3 separate regions of the Mus musculus genome follow, and regions 1 and 2 are each linked to region 3. A link is a contact called in public Hi-C and targeted proximity ligation data. All regions are on one chromosome and are shown on one strand. The core of a region is the stretch at or near the end of the contact, and the rest is flanking DNA. Distances in the headings are between cores, read along the strand shown.

Region 1 (4,550 bases), core at 1,796-4,295, 230 kb before region 3:
CATAAAATTGTGACGAGATGAAGGCAGCGGGACTAGGAGAGGCCACCTGAGGGACCAAGATGACAATTTTGAGGTCTGAAAACAACAATATTACTACATATTACTACAATAATGGTATACCATTTTTATATCACTTTATGAGTTATATAATATGTTATGTATCATTTAATCCTTATAAAATGCTATGATTATATTAATCCATGTTTTTAGATAAGTAAATTGAAAATTATGAGGTTAAATTACTTTGCCTAAAGCCAACACAGTAAGTGATGGGGCTGATACTCTAATTTTGACTCTCCTTCCCCACTTCCCCACTCTTGAGTCTTGTGAGTCATACATGAGCAGCAGTCAAGCTGAGAGTGCTGGTGGGCACACACACTCACTAGGCTTTCAGCATCAGATAGGGCAAGGATGCTGATTCTCCATGGCTGGTGGGTCCATGAGCTCTGGAGAATCTCTTCAGCCAATACTTGATACTCAGAATTCTGTCATGACAGAGTTACTATAAGTTTGATCTTGAAGGACCCTGAAATCTAAAATGGGTGTCAAGAAAAAGGACTTAGGACTACTTTGTGGAAGTAGACTAATATAAGAGTATTGATTGTTTTATAAAGCTTAGAATTTGGTAACACTCTTGATTTTAGTTTTTTTTACTAGTGAAGAGGCCTGTGAAATACACCATCCACACCATCCTTAGCCTGGATGAGACTCGGCGCTGGCTCCTGGGAGGAAGGGAGCAGCTGCCTCATGTTCACTCTCTGGCCTTTCCTCCTTGAGTGATACGAATACTACATAGAAACACTAAAACACAGTAAAAAGGACTCTGGGGAATAATCAAATTCGACCTAGCTTTTGCCCTTTACTGAAGAAACTGCAGTGTGGTAGGGTTTCCTCCCTTTAGTTTTTGTTTGTTTTGGTTTTTGGTTTTTGGGTTTTTTTTGGCAAGTTTGACTGTTGTAATCAAGGTTGGTCTTGAACTGCTAGATCCTCTTGCCTGCTAGAATTATGGGAGAGAGTCATTGTACTTGGCTTGGAAAGCATTGCACTTTATTAGGATTAAGACAAAAACAGTTTCCCTGTGAGATGAGCCATTTATGACATGATCTCCAGTAACCTTTGTCTTCCCACTCTCGGGAGGCTCAGGCAGCAGAGCTCAGACTGCAGGCCAGCCTGGGTGAAGAAGAAAAAGCCCATCTCATTTGGATAACTTTGTCACTAATGTTTATTAAAAACAAATGACATTAGGTAGTAAAAGTTAAAAAAAAAAAAAAAGTAGTTGCTGGAAAATGTTCAGAATAACTGAGTAGGAAAAAAAATCACTTCCAAAGGAGGCCATTGCCATGTAATGTCATGGGTTTTAAATCTTAAACTCTTTTCCATGGAAAATTTAAAAAGAATGCATTTGATTTTGCATTAATTAGACAATATTTTATGTTATCTATTAGTTTTAGAAAATAAAATCTGATTTTCCTTTAGTTTTCTTTACTCAGTAAGTGTATTTTGCCTTCATCTAAATGTTTTACATTTATAGTTCTTAACTCTTGTAATTAGATGATAATCTTAAGAATACATTGCTGGCTAAAACCTGTACTTTAACAAATGTAGTTTTTAAGTTTTATGTGTCTTGAGTGTTTTGCCTCACTCTGTATCTGTGTGTCATGTGCATACAGTGCCCACGGAGGCCACATGCAGCTCTCAGATCCCCTGGGACTTGACTTTCAGATGGTTGTGAGCTGCTATGTCTATGCTGGGAACTAAACATGGTCTTCCGTACTGCTGTGTCATCTCTCCAGCCTCCTAAAGGCATGCTTATTAAATGTAATGCTTATGAGGAAGTTTAACCTTGTATGGTTAAAGAATTAAAATTATAGTTTTGTTAAAAGAGATAAGAGGGGTATCTGTAACATTTCTGTTCCTGTATATGCACTCGGTCTGGATAAAGAATAACATTCTATCTTTAGTTCTTCAGGTTTCGGTCTGTGTGGACTCCACAATTCCACTTTCTTTCCTAGTATGCTCTGCTGCAGAGGAATAGAAGGTGAAGCCGTGTGCACAGTTGCATGTGTGGTGTGAAGCTGCTTTTCAAGTGTTGTTCCCCGTCTGTCTTTCTTTCTCTCTCCCCCAGAATCCAGATTCTCTTCAGTGTTGTACCCCTGCCCCTCTGTGCAGTGTAGACTCAGTGGTACACAAAGAAGATGATGACCGAATGATGGACACTGTGTGACTCAGCTAGACTGCTGAGCCCAAGGACTAGTTTGTTACGAGAAAGGAAGAGCCTGGCTATTTTCTTGACACTTTTATGGGTGCTGCACTTTATTTTTGTTTGGTTTTATGGGAGGGAAAGAGTACTGAAATGTTTTGCAACTTTTTTTATGTGCTGCTAGGGTTTTTGTTGTTGTTGTTTTGTTTCTGAAGGGAGGAGTGGTAACCATATGTGGCAGGAAGTCAAACTGGACAGACTCTCCCCCACCCCTCAGTTACTAAATTTGCCTTTAACTATTCTTATTTTTGGAATCAAAGTATGAAAATCTGCACAACACAATGTTTACAAGACTGGTTGACTGAGGAGATGTCTGCTACACGGTCTTTTTCTTACATGGATATACATGTCCTACTTCGAGGAAGGAATTCAAGATAAAAGTATGCTGTGTCCCACTGCAAAGTTCAGCTGTCAAATCTGGTATTCATCACATTAAAAGCAATAAATCCGCAGTGGTGACCTACTTTACTAATTAGTAAGCTGGGTGGCACAAATTGCTATTTTAAGACATTTACGTTTGTATTTTCGGCACCACCAGTTAACTCCTTGGCTAGTATAAATTTGATATTAAAAACATTACATTTATCCCTAAAGTAGTCTCAAAACTGTTCAGAAGTTGACTTTGTCCTGATGACTGTTTAAATATTAAGCAGGCAGTGAGTGTAGAAAATGATAGTTTTCTGTTTTTCCAAGAAGATAAAATGCAAGCTTACTCTAATCTACTTGACATAGTCCGGGACCTCTCAGGGAGTAAGTTTTAAAAGAATAGTAACGGCCTGTAAGAACAAACAGGAAGAGTAAGGTCCTTGTTAAATCACAGCCACTGTGTTCCATGTGGTGAAGCCTTGAGAAGTGGGAGCTGAGCTGCCAGCCATGCCTAAGGATTGCTAACAGCCCCTTCAAAGGCGGTGACGGGTCTCACTATCTGCTACTCGCTTCTAGCTCAGTTACTAGAGGATGCCTCTGAGTTTTACTGCTTCCTGTGTAATTCATTGCAGATCCACCAGGATGTTTGATGATTCTTTTATTTAGAATTAGATGACAGTGCCAATTATGATATCCTTATTATTTGAGGATTAATCTTCCAGCATACAGGAGCGCTAGCTTTGGTTATTTTTGAGTGTGATTTTTGGCTCAGTACCCACTTCAATTTGTAGCAAATATTTGGAAAGTGGGTACCCAGGGTTTGGAAATGCAGGTCTCAGTTTGAGTTAAGAAATCATGCTAAGGGGCCATGGGGGCTCAGAGCTGTGGCCTCCGCCTCAGCTGTCCTTTTCAGCCGATGGGGCACCTAACCCTGTGGAAATGGACTGGAATTGTTGAATCATACTTCTGTAATGTCACACTCTTCCTAGTTCCCAGAATAAAAGTCTTTTTGTGCTTTTGATATAAATATATATATACTCTATAATAAAATGTCTGACTAATTTATATGGCAGTGCTCACTGGCTTATAAGTTTCTTTTAAATCAGTGACCTAGTCATTGAAGTTATTTGTTTTATTTTTTTCTCTCTTCCTTTTTCTTCTTGTCTGGAGCATGCTCTGAGTTTCCCTCTGATACCAAGTGGACAGAATAGAACACAGTAGATCCCTGATTTCACAGAAGTAGCTCTTGACTGACCACCTTCCACTTCACTTCTGCCCATGACTTGTCTATGGTCACCCAAGTGGCCGTAGCTTTCATTTTGTCTTCTATAATTTAAAGCTCTTGATGGCCAAAACAACAACAACAACAACAACAAAAGTATTAGCAAAGTGAGTATATAATTTTAAAGTTTATTTTGGTTTTGTTATCTAAAACAAGAATTAAGAAAACTTTTTTAATACTCGGCTGGAACTTTTTTGCCAAAGGAATCACTAACGGATGTCATAATTTGCACTTAAGGATGGGAACTTGACCATTAGCAGGACTTCAGTATTAAGGTGATCTATTAGGCTGTGTGTGGTCGTGCATGGCTTTAATCCCAGCGCTTGGGAGGCAGAGGCTGGTTTATCTTTCCGAGTTCAAGGACAGCCAGAGCTACATAGAGAGACTGTCTCAAGACAAAATGACAGTCTTTTGGAGTCCTTCGATTTCCTTGATTTGAAAATGTCCTCTTAGTATTGAGCTAGCTATCTCCAGAAAGAATACTCCTCTCTTTTCTTAAGTAATAAAGAATAATACTACTTATCAAATAGATAACTCATATTTCAAGTGAAAAATTTTTCCCTAATCTATGAGAAATTCAAACTAATCACTTAATCAATGAAAAATAGTTGACATCAAAGTTATTTAACAAAGACTATTGTG
Region 2 (4,234 bases), core at 436-2,935, 200 kb after region 3:
CTCTATCCTCCAAATGCATTCTAAGAAAACTAAAGTCTTCAAGGGTAAGCAGAAATTCCATACATGGAAGGATCTATGAGCAGACCTGGACAGAACAAGGGTTCCCAAAGACGCTGAGGCAGGGGCCTGGCTCACAGCACTACCTTGCAACATGCATGTAGTAGAAAAAAAGCAGTGTGATCAGTTAGGGTTTGCAACACACCTCTACCTGTTGCATGTAATTTTAAAAATATGCTATCTCCTTGGCAGATCTGCTGCGCCATCCCCACTCTCGGAAAAACCCATTCTTCCCAGCTTAGCTCCGCCAATGGCCAGCTGGTGCCTTTCCCAGGAGCTGCGATTATGCTCCCAGCCCTTCCCAGCTAGCCACCAGCTACTGCCTCTCTCTATCTCTGCCCACCTCTCTGAGACTTAGACAGCTTTATTAACTTAGTACTTGTCAGATAGCATAATTGCTGGGAGCAGAATCTCATTGTTCCCAAGCATGGCCACAAACTCCTTTCTCTTTCCTCCTCCTCCTCTTCCTCCTCCTCCTCCTCCTCTTCCTCCTCCTCCTCCTCCTCCTCCTCCTCCTCCTCCTCCTCCTCCTCCTCCTCCTCCTCCTTGGACCCGGAAGTTCTACCTTTACCCTTCACCCAGCAATTAGCTTCCACCTTCTTTATTGACACAATCAAGAACCAATTCAGCTCCTCTCCCTACATCTACCAAACTGGCCCTTATCTTTTTGGTTCTAGCGTTCACATGCTCTTGGATAAAGATGATAGCTCTGGGGCTTGAGTTTTGGATCAAGAAGATCTATATCTAAAACCCTGGCTGTTTTACTTCCTTGGAAACAATTACCATAGACAGATTAGCATCCCTGAGGCTTCCTTGGCTCTAAAGTGACTCTGGATTATATATATATATCCTTCCTTAGCCAGATTTTCCCATGGTCCCATACTCTGTAGAGGGAAGGTCAAGAGCAGAGCAGCCAGCAGAAATAGGCATAGGGTAACTTGTGTGCCTATTCTTTGCCATGTTTTCAACATCTCTGTAGCCCTCTTTTCTCTCCATCTGGCCAGCCTGAAGGTACCAGTGCTCTGCAAAGCTGTTCCCCAGCCTTTAAATTAAATCGCCTCTTCACTAAATGGATGTGTCAGTGGCAGCACCTTGGTTAGTTCAGACAAGATAAGGGGTAACTTGTATCTGAATGGCTGGATTTAACATGTCAGCCCATTGGGGATATTCTGCTCTTTCAAAAGGACCTTGCTGGTGTTTAAAATTGAATAACTAACAGTGCAGAGTCTAGGCTCTTGAGTTCTTATCAGTGAGGGAGAAAATACATTTTTGAGCTGAGGGACTTTTTCTACTTGAATGAGAAAATCCAGATGGTGAAGAAAAGAGAGATGGAGGTAGAGATAGCGACAGAGACAGGGTGGGAGGGAGGAAAAAGAAAGATGACGAATAGGTGGGTGGGTGGAACAACAAAGCGACAAAAGGACTGCATCATAGCTGAATCACCTGCTGTCTAACTTTGGGGACATTTCTCAGCCTTTCTTCTTTCATGGGTGAATGTGGAGATCAAAGAAGAGGCTGCCTCACTGGGTGGAGGTGAAAGGAAAAGAACCTCTACTTGAGAGAGATGTGGAATGAAGGCTTAACTTCATTTCCACGTGGTAGAAACCACACAGGAAGCCACCTCAGTCTGTCTCGGGGCCACCTTGTGATGAGATTCCGGTTCTCTCATTCACCCAGGTCGGATGGAACCCAAAGTCCCCAGAACGTGGCCACTTCATGTTTTCATCCCGGCCTGCACCATCGCTTTGATCTTCCTGGCCATAGTGATAATCCAGAGAAAGAGGATCTAGGGGAAGCTGTATTACGGAAGAAGGTGAGTGACTTACAAGCCATGTAAGCCTGTGGCCTGCGGGTCTTCAGAGAAGCACTTCAAGCCTAGAAGGGTTTTGAGATTACCCTGGGGACATTCTACTCCAAGAAGAACATGGTCCAGTCTTCAGTGAGCTGAACCCACGCTGAAGTTTTGTGTTGTTTTATTTTGGTTTTTTTGTTTTTTAAGGGGAAGTTTGTTCCAGGGCTGAAGGAGTTTGGCTTGCCCTCCAAGCTTCATGGTAGCCAAGTTATAGAATCAGCCAGATTCCCATCAATGATAAACAATTTTTTAAAAAAATGTGATATGTGTGCATAACAGAGCACCTTGTAGCCTTAAAGAAAAAATTAAATACTGTCATTTTTCAGGGGAAGAAATGAAGCTAGAGGTCATCGTTTTAAGCCCTACTCAGAAGGTGCAGACAGAGATTATATTTCTTTTGATATATAGATTCTAGACTTAAAAAAAAAATAAATACAAGGACAAGGTACCCGCACAGCGGAAAGGAGATACAATGATGGAAGTGTATATGTGTGTGAAAAGCCATGATGATTAGGCTGGAGAAATGGCTCCTGAGTTAAGAGAGTCATCTTACAGAGGACTTGAGTTCAATTCCCAGCATCCATATCAGGAAGTTCCTGATCACCTGTAACTCCAGCTCCAGGGGATCTAAGGTCCTCTTCTAGCCTCCCAGGGAGCTAAGTTAGTCCACCAGAGGGCCCTATCTGAGCCAATGCTGAGGGCCTAGTGGGTAAGGGGTTGAATGTACACAACTGTGGCCGACAGGAAGTCCCACCTGCCTCTTCAGCCATATGTGTCTTGCACAGAGACCAATGGCAAGTAGCATGTGAGGATGCCATAACTAATTCACTGCCACTGTGGTGTAGAGCTCTTGAGTCCTTGCTAGAGCAGAGTCCCATGCAGAGCCCATTAAACTTTCATGGCTGATGAGGAAAGAGGGGCTTCCTTCCTTCTCGTCAGCTGCACCATTTGCCCCTTCTACACTAGACCCTCATAAGGAACCTGAGTCAAGAGCTTTAACTTCTCTCTCTTCTACAGTTCTTTGGGCCATTGTTGTCCTGAGACTACAGTAAAGATAGAGAAGTCTCCATCCCTTTCTTTCTAGAAGCCTCCTCGGCTCCTGTACAGATTTATTCATCAGATAATCACAACTTATGATGCCTGCTGAGTACTGGGAGGGCAGCCATTGCCAGTCCATAAAAGTGTCTTATTAACTATTCCTTTCATAGAGCCATTCAATCCTTTGTTGAAGGATCCAGTGTGAAACAATATGTTCCAGAGAAGTTGGCAAATTCTAGTTCTGTTTTATCAGCTAGGCTTAAGTATATGGGAACTATGTTTCTCTCATCAGTAGATATATGTTCAATATCTAAAATGCTATGTGGTATATATATATAAGATAATGCCCAATAAAATTGTAAGTTTTTTCTTTTTTCATCCCTGACAATTTCATACATGCATATATATGAACCTATCATGAACTTTAGACATTCCATCCCCCTTTCTCTACTCTTACCTCCCCTTCCTTTCCTACTGACGTTTTCTTTCCAACAAGTCTCCTCTCTACTTTCTCGTTTTCTTTGTGTGGGTGGAGCCCCCTGAGCTTAATTGAAATTGTTTGCGGGAGCATGAGGCATGAGCGTAGGTTACTTATTAAAGGTCAACTGACCGGTAGTTACACCACTGAAGAAAATGGCACCCCTTTCCATAGCAACCATTACCTCCCAATAGTGCCTCAGAAGGGGGCATCGTGGATTCCTTCTCATCCATAATGAAATGTAGGCAGGACCAATCTTGTGCATATTTGAGCAAATATACAAGCTATGCTGGGTTCCCGAGTGCACCAGCTATGTCTGACGTTTTGTTGATCCTCCCCCCACCCTCTGTCTCTCATATTCCTTCCTCCCCCTCTTCCATGATGTTCCCTGAGTGTTGGAGGGAGTGAAATAGATATCTCATCTAAGGCAGTGCTTACTCTTGGATTTTGGTCTGTTATGGGTTTCTGCAATGCTCATTAAACTTGTAGTCTACTGTCTGTAGGTGAGCATGACAGACCTGCTTTGGCCATTTGAGTAGCCATATTTAAAGCATTCACATGCTGTAGTTACAGGCTACAATATTGGATACTGCAGACAGCCAACATCACTGCACATCACTGCCCAGCACTGTGATAAATGTCCCCCTCAACTCCTCTCCAAATTACAAGCTTTGCCCAGGACAGAAAGCAGTGCCTTTATTTTGTCCATGAAGGAACTGAGGTTCAGAAAATCCGTGTGACTTCCCAAAGTCACACAACATAGACAGTTGAACTCTAAAATGTGTGACTCTTTTTATGGCAAAAGAGCT
Region 3 (4,735 bases), core at 45-2,544:
TTCTGTGAGTTCCAGGCTCACAGACTCAAAAATAAAGGAAAAAACAAAAAAAACAATAGATGTAAGATCTGAATAACAGCATCCGTCACGTATATAAGGGGACGTGGGTGTTGTGAATGCTTCATTTCGGTTGACAAACCTGGGGCTAAGAGAAAAAATAAGAAGCCCTATACAGAATGACCCCAGTTATTTCTTTGTCTTCTTATTTAGCCCCTTTCCTTTTACTGTCTTCCATTGAGGGTTCTTTCTTGGTCCTTAAAACACATTCCCTTTTCAGAATCCTTTTCATTGTTAGCTTCTTTCTTGAAACCAGATAGTTCCAGGACTGGATCGTTCTCATCCTTCACATTTCTGCTCAAATGCCACTCTAAGAGGTCTTTTCTGGTCATCTCAAAATAACATCTCCACTCACCTTTGTGTGTGTGTGTGTACCCGTTACTGGCAATCACACACAAAGAGCAGTGCAGATTTAAAGCCTCTTTTCTGGCTTCTATGAGAATAGCACATGCAGAATGGGTGCTGCCTTCGTCTCCTCTCCTGGGAGCCCTTGCCTAGCAGGGAACAAATTCTTGAATGAATGAACGTGGCTCTTTGGGACCCTATACGTCGTTTCTTCTTCCAAGCGGTCCCTTCGCAGAAGTGGTGGTTAACTGAAGTCAGGTACTTGGGTCTCAGCGCCCGGTCCACGGTGCCACGTCCCCTGGGCCGAGCGCTTAGGGCAGGGAGCCGCCTGTGGAAACGAAAGCAGGAAGGGGAAAGTCTCCGCGGAGGCAGCGGCCGCCAATCCTATCAGCTCGGACGCAGCGGGGCCTTCCCGGCCGGGCTGACTCATTCCCAGCCGTCTCCTCCGCGAGCCGAGGCCGCAAGCACGCTGCGCCAACCCGCACCCGCCCCGCTCCTCCTCCTCCTCGCGCGCTCTCGCCCGGGGGCTGCCCCGGGAATCTCCACGCGCGCCTCCGCTTCCCCGGAGCCCGCGGCCGCCTCCCCCGTCCCGGCCCAGCCCCGCAGAGCGGCCCCGCGGGCGGCGCAGGCGCAGTGGGGCGTGCCGGCCTCCGCCCCCCCGCCAACCCCCGCCGGCTTGCCCACGCCCCGCTCCGCCGCTCGGGGCCGCTTTCCCGAAGCTGCACCGCGCCGGAGCCCGCCGAGCAGGGCAGCTGAGCCGGCGTCGCGGGGCCGAGCGGAGGCGGCGTGCGGCCCCTGGAGGGCGGAGACGGGCTCGGCGCGCGGTGGGCGTGGCGTGGGCTGCAGGAAGCTGAGGCAGAGCAGAAAGGGGGCAGCAGCGGCCACCGCCGGCCTCCCGCCGCGCTGACAGGCTGGGCGGGCCCCCGCTCTGGGCGAGCTCGCGCGGCGTCGGCGCCTCGGCCGCGGCCCCGGCTCCGGAGGCGCCCGTCCGTCCCGGCGAGGGCTGCAGGCGGCTGCCGGGTCCGCCGCTGCGGGATGTGAGTGCGGGCCAAGCCCGCGCGGGAGGGCCCCCGAGGGCCCAGCCTGGCGGCCGCTCGACCCTGCGCCCGGCCCGGGGGCTCCCTAGACCTCGGCCCGCCCGACGCGTCTCGGAGGAGCGGATCCTGCGCGCCTCGGGGCGCTCCTGTGTGGCCCGACCCGTGTCGCCGGTGGGTGCAGTCCCTGGCTGCTGGATGGGGGCGGGGGGCAGCGGTTCTCCCTGCGATCCCGCCTCCTGCTTTCCCCTTAGCCCCCTGCTACTGGCAGGGAACTTCAAAGCTAGAAAACCTGCGGGTTTCCGACAGCCTAGGAAGGAGTGGCTAGCTGTTGATAAATGCATGCATCCCCTTGTGCCTTAGAACCCGACCCCCCCTCTTTCTTATTCTTCTGTACATTTTTCTAGTCATCTAAACAGCGCAGAAAAAAAAAAAGAGAGCATCTATTGGCCCTGGGTTTTTGAGTTAGTGACTTGCTGCTTCTGTTTTTAGGTTCCTGAAGCAGGCGACGGGAACAAGATGTGAACTGTTTTCCCTCCCCAGAAGAAGAGGCCCTTTTTTTCCCTCCCGCGAAGGTGGGTGTTAGCGCTCGGGGCTGCCTGGGTGCTGCAGTTAAAGACAAGGGTGTCTGAGATCTGCGAGCCAGTGCCTGCTAAGAAGGCTGGATGCTTGTGTACAACGGCAGGACTAATTGTTGCTTACTGCGAAAATGGCAGTGTTGAACTTTTCCTGTTGCTGTGGGAGAGTAATTGGGTGGTATTTATTGTGTCTCTTGGATCCTTAAAGAAGCGGTCTTTGTTGGTTTTACAGTGTGGTCTTGCAGAGGAAAACAATAAGTCGTCTCTTTCTCCCCCTTTCTCCCCAGTCTTAATTTTCAAGGAATTGAAATAACCTGTTGAGGGAACAAATTGGTTGTTTTTGCTGGGTTTCTGCTGCCACATTGAATGCTTCCTGTATTCACCTGCTTGCTTTGTTGGTTGATTGCTTTCCGGTGGTTACTAGTCTATCAGGGGAAACTCCTTTTCCCTGAATGAAAGGACCGAGCCGCTGAGTGTGTCACAGAGAGGAGGAGAAATGCGGAGAAGGGAAACAGAAGTGGGAATAAAGAAGCCGGAGGTTGCTTTTGGTTTCATAATAGGTTTGTATGAGTGAGTTGTTGGCTTACTGCAAATATTCTCATATAGTTCCCAGCGGATTTGAAAATGAATCATCAATTTCTGGTCCTCTTTCTCTATATCCTTTACCTGTTTACTGTTTACGGTTCCAGCTATTAAGATCATTTGGTTGTATGTGAGCTGGCTTGAGTGTGGGACGTCTGCAGACTGGATGTGCCCAGGACTTATCCTGAGAGTACTGAGCGGTGCTACAGGCATGAGCATTTACCTGTACAGGAGAGCTGCAGTGTGTGGAGGCTAGATAAGCACTTATGTTTATTTTGGCTTTTGTGGAGTATTGTGGAACTTGCTCTGTAGACCAGGCTAGCCTCCAACTCAGAGATTTCCCCTGCCTCTGCCTTCCAAATGCTGGGATTAAAACCACCACCCACCGGGCTTCATTTGTTTCTTTTAGTGTCTTTTCCTTTGTAATTTGAAGGTGTCTTGAGTAAGGTGTCTTGAGTGTGAAAAGTAAACATATTTTTTTTTCTCTACTTTACCCAGATAGGCTATTCTTGAAAGATGGGATCCCTTTCTGGCAAAATAGAGAAGACCATTGGCTTTGGAGTTAGATCTGAGCGTGCAGTCTTAAGTTAGGATAATGGTGTTCTTCCCATTTAACAGCAGTGTTAACTTAAAATTTACTTTCTCAGAACCTTGTGTGGGGGTCGATTGGATGCATGCAGAGCAGTAAATGGTTTGGTCGCTTCTGAACGTCTTAGCTTCTCAGAGCTGGGCAGGCAAAGGAGGTTCCTAGCTGGCCCGTGCGTAGCTGGTCAGTCCCTGGTGCGGCTTCCATAGAGCATAGAGAAACTGCATGCTAGTGTATCTACAGCCTCTGTATGGAAGGGTTTGATGCCTAAGCCCCGTGGTGCTGCCCCCTGGTGGTTAAGATGCGCAAAGACTTGTCCTTTGCTCCTCCCCCATTACACTGTTTTTCCTTTTTAGGCTCCCTCGCTTAGTTCTTAGTTTCCCAAACTGTGTCAGGTGTTAGAGCACCAGGGAAGGCTGGCTCTCACCACTTAACCTGAGGTAGTTTCAGAGGTAGGAAGTTCCATCCGTTCCTATGGGGGTGTGTGTCTTTGTAAAGCTGTATCTTCAGAGTTTACTGTATGAAAAGCTGCTATTTAGTGTATGACAGTGTGGAACAAGAAATGACAATGTGGCAGTGCTTAGGATGATACCAAGGGGCTGAGGAATTGTCAGAATCAGAGCAGCACCAGACCCCCCAAGAGTATTAATGCTAAGTTGTTTGACCCAACAAGGAGTATTTCCTTGGTTTAAAAATAATAAATAAATTGCTAACTTTCAGGATTCCTCAAGTGGAGATAGTCTGGGAACATTTTCATTTGGTTGCAGCTGGCTTTTCTGATAACAGTTTTCAATGCAAAGCCTTAGTTCATAATGGCATAATGTCCTGCTTCTAATAATGCCTGTATGACGTCTGCTAGGTTCTTCTAAGAATGCCTGCATGCTGTCTGTGAGGTTCATTCACATTGTAATTACTCCTCTTGTGTACCTGCCTCTCTGGACACTTCATAGTTTTTATTTTCTTCTGCACAGGGCTCTTACCACTACATTTTTTGATAATCTTTTTGTCCCAAATGAAAACTGATATTTTATACTACTGCTGTAATTTGGATCTTGAATGTCCCTGAAAGGCTTTTGTGCCAGAGCTTTTGTTGTCTGAGATACTAAGATGCCAACTTCTCTTCTGCTTCCCTGCTGCCATGGCAACCAGGCCTTTCTTATTTTAATAATACTTTGCTGGCTAGAAAGACAGTGTTGAGCCCTCTACATTTCCCCACCATTTCATAGAGCAGGAATAGTTTATCTGAGTTGTAAAGGCCCCTAGACAAGACACTGCTTCAATGTCCGTGCTCAATCGCTCTGTTTGTATTTCCTGGGTCGCCATAGGAGAGACTTGACAGCATTACTTAAGAGCCTCCTTTCCCACTGTTCAATCGCATTTTTCCTCACTCCAGGCTAAGTCCTTTCTGACAGTTGCCCCAAAGCCTTATTAGGCCTTTACTTGACTTCCTCAAGGAAGACTTTGGGTGGGTTCGCATCTCTTTCCAGCTACTACAGAACGGTCCCTTTATCCAGTGGGTCTTAGAATTACATACAGGATTTACTGAAATATAT

Evidence for each region. Hi-C and Micro-C count contacts between places; a contact is called where the count stands out from the background.
Region 1: a contact with region 3 is called in a Hi-C map of uterus, with 1.9 times the contacts expected there. A contact is called at or near these places in 11 of 39 promoter capture datasets (the C10 cell line, the HPC-7 cell line, cranial neural crest and 7 more), 4 of 484 Hi-C or Micro-C datasets (embryonic stem cells and uterus), 21 of 130 datasets of targeted methods (CD8 T cells, the NIH/3T3 cell line, the SCID.adh cell line and 15 more) and 3 of 9 other capture datasets (adipose tissue, liver and pancreatic islet).
Region 2: a contact with region 3 is called in a targeted proximity ligation map of memory CD8 T cells, with 46 read pairs. A contact is called at or near these places in 1 of 484 Hi-C or Micro-C datasets (CD8 T cells), 6 of 130 datasets of targeted methods (the 230-238 cell line, a colorectal cancer cell line, effector CD8 T cells and 3 more) and 1 of 9 other capture datasets (liver).

Annotation. Positions count from the first base shown.
Region 1 is chr19:29,013,881-29,018,430 of GRCm38.p6, forward strand. It overlaps Cdc37l1 (cell division cycle 37-like 1), which reads left to right. Exons shown (of 7, transcript NM_025950.4): 7 at 2,126-4,550. The coding sequence ends at 2,224. It also overlaps a transcript of Ak3 not described here. Among named protein-coding and RNA genes, the nearest start is that of Cdc37l1, 26 kb to the left of the region's middle.
Region 2 is chr19:29,452,731-29,456,964 of GRCm38.p6, forward strand. It overlaps Pdcd1lg2 (programmed cell death 1 ligand 2), which reads left to right. Exons shown (of 6, transcript NM_021396.2): 5 at 1,735-1,870. The coding sequence ends at 1,847. Among named protein-coding and RNA genes, the nearest start is that of Pdcd1lg2, 44 kb to the left of the region's middle.
Region 3 is chr19:29,250,509-29,255,243 of GRCm38.p6, forward strand. It overlaps Jak2 (Janus kinase 2), which reads left to right and starts at 1,295. Exons shown (of 25, transcript NM_008413.4): 1 at 1,295-1,610; 2 at 1,929-2,011.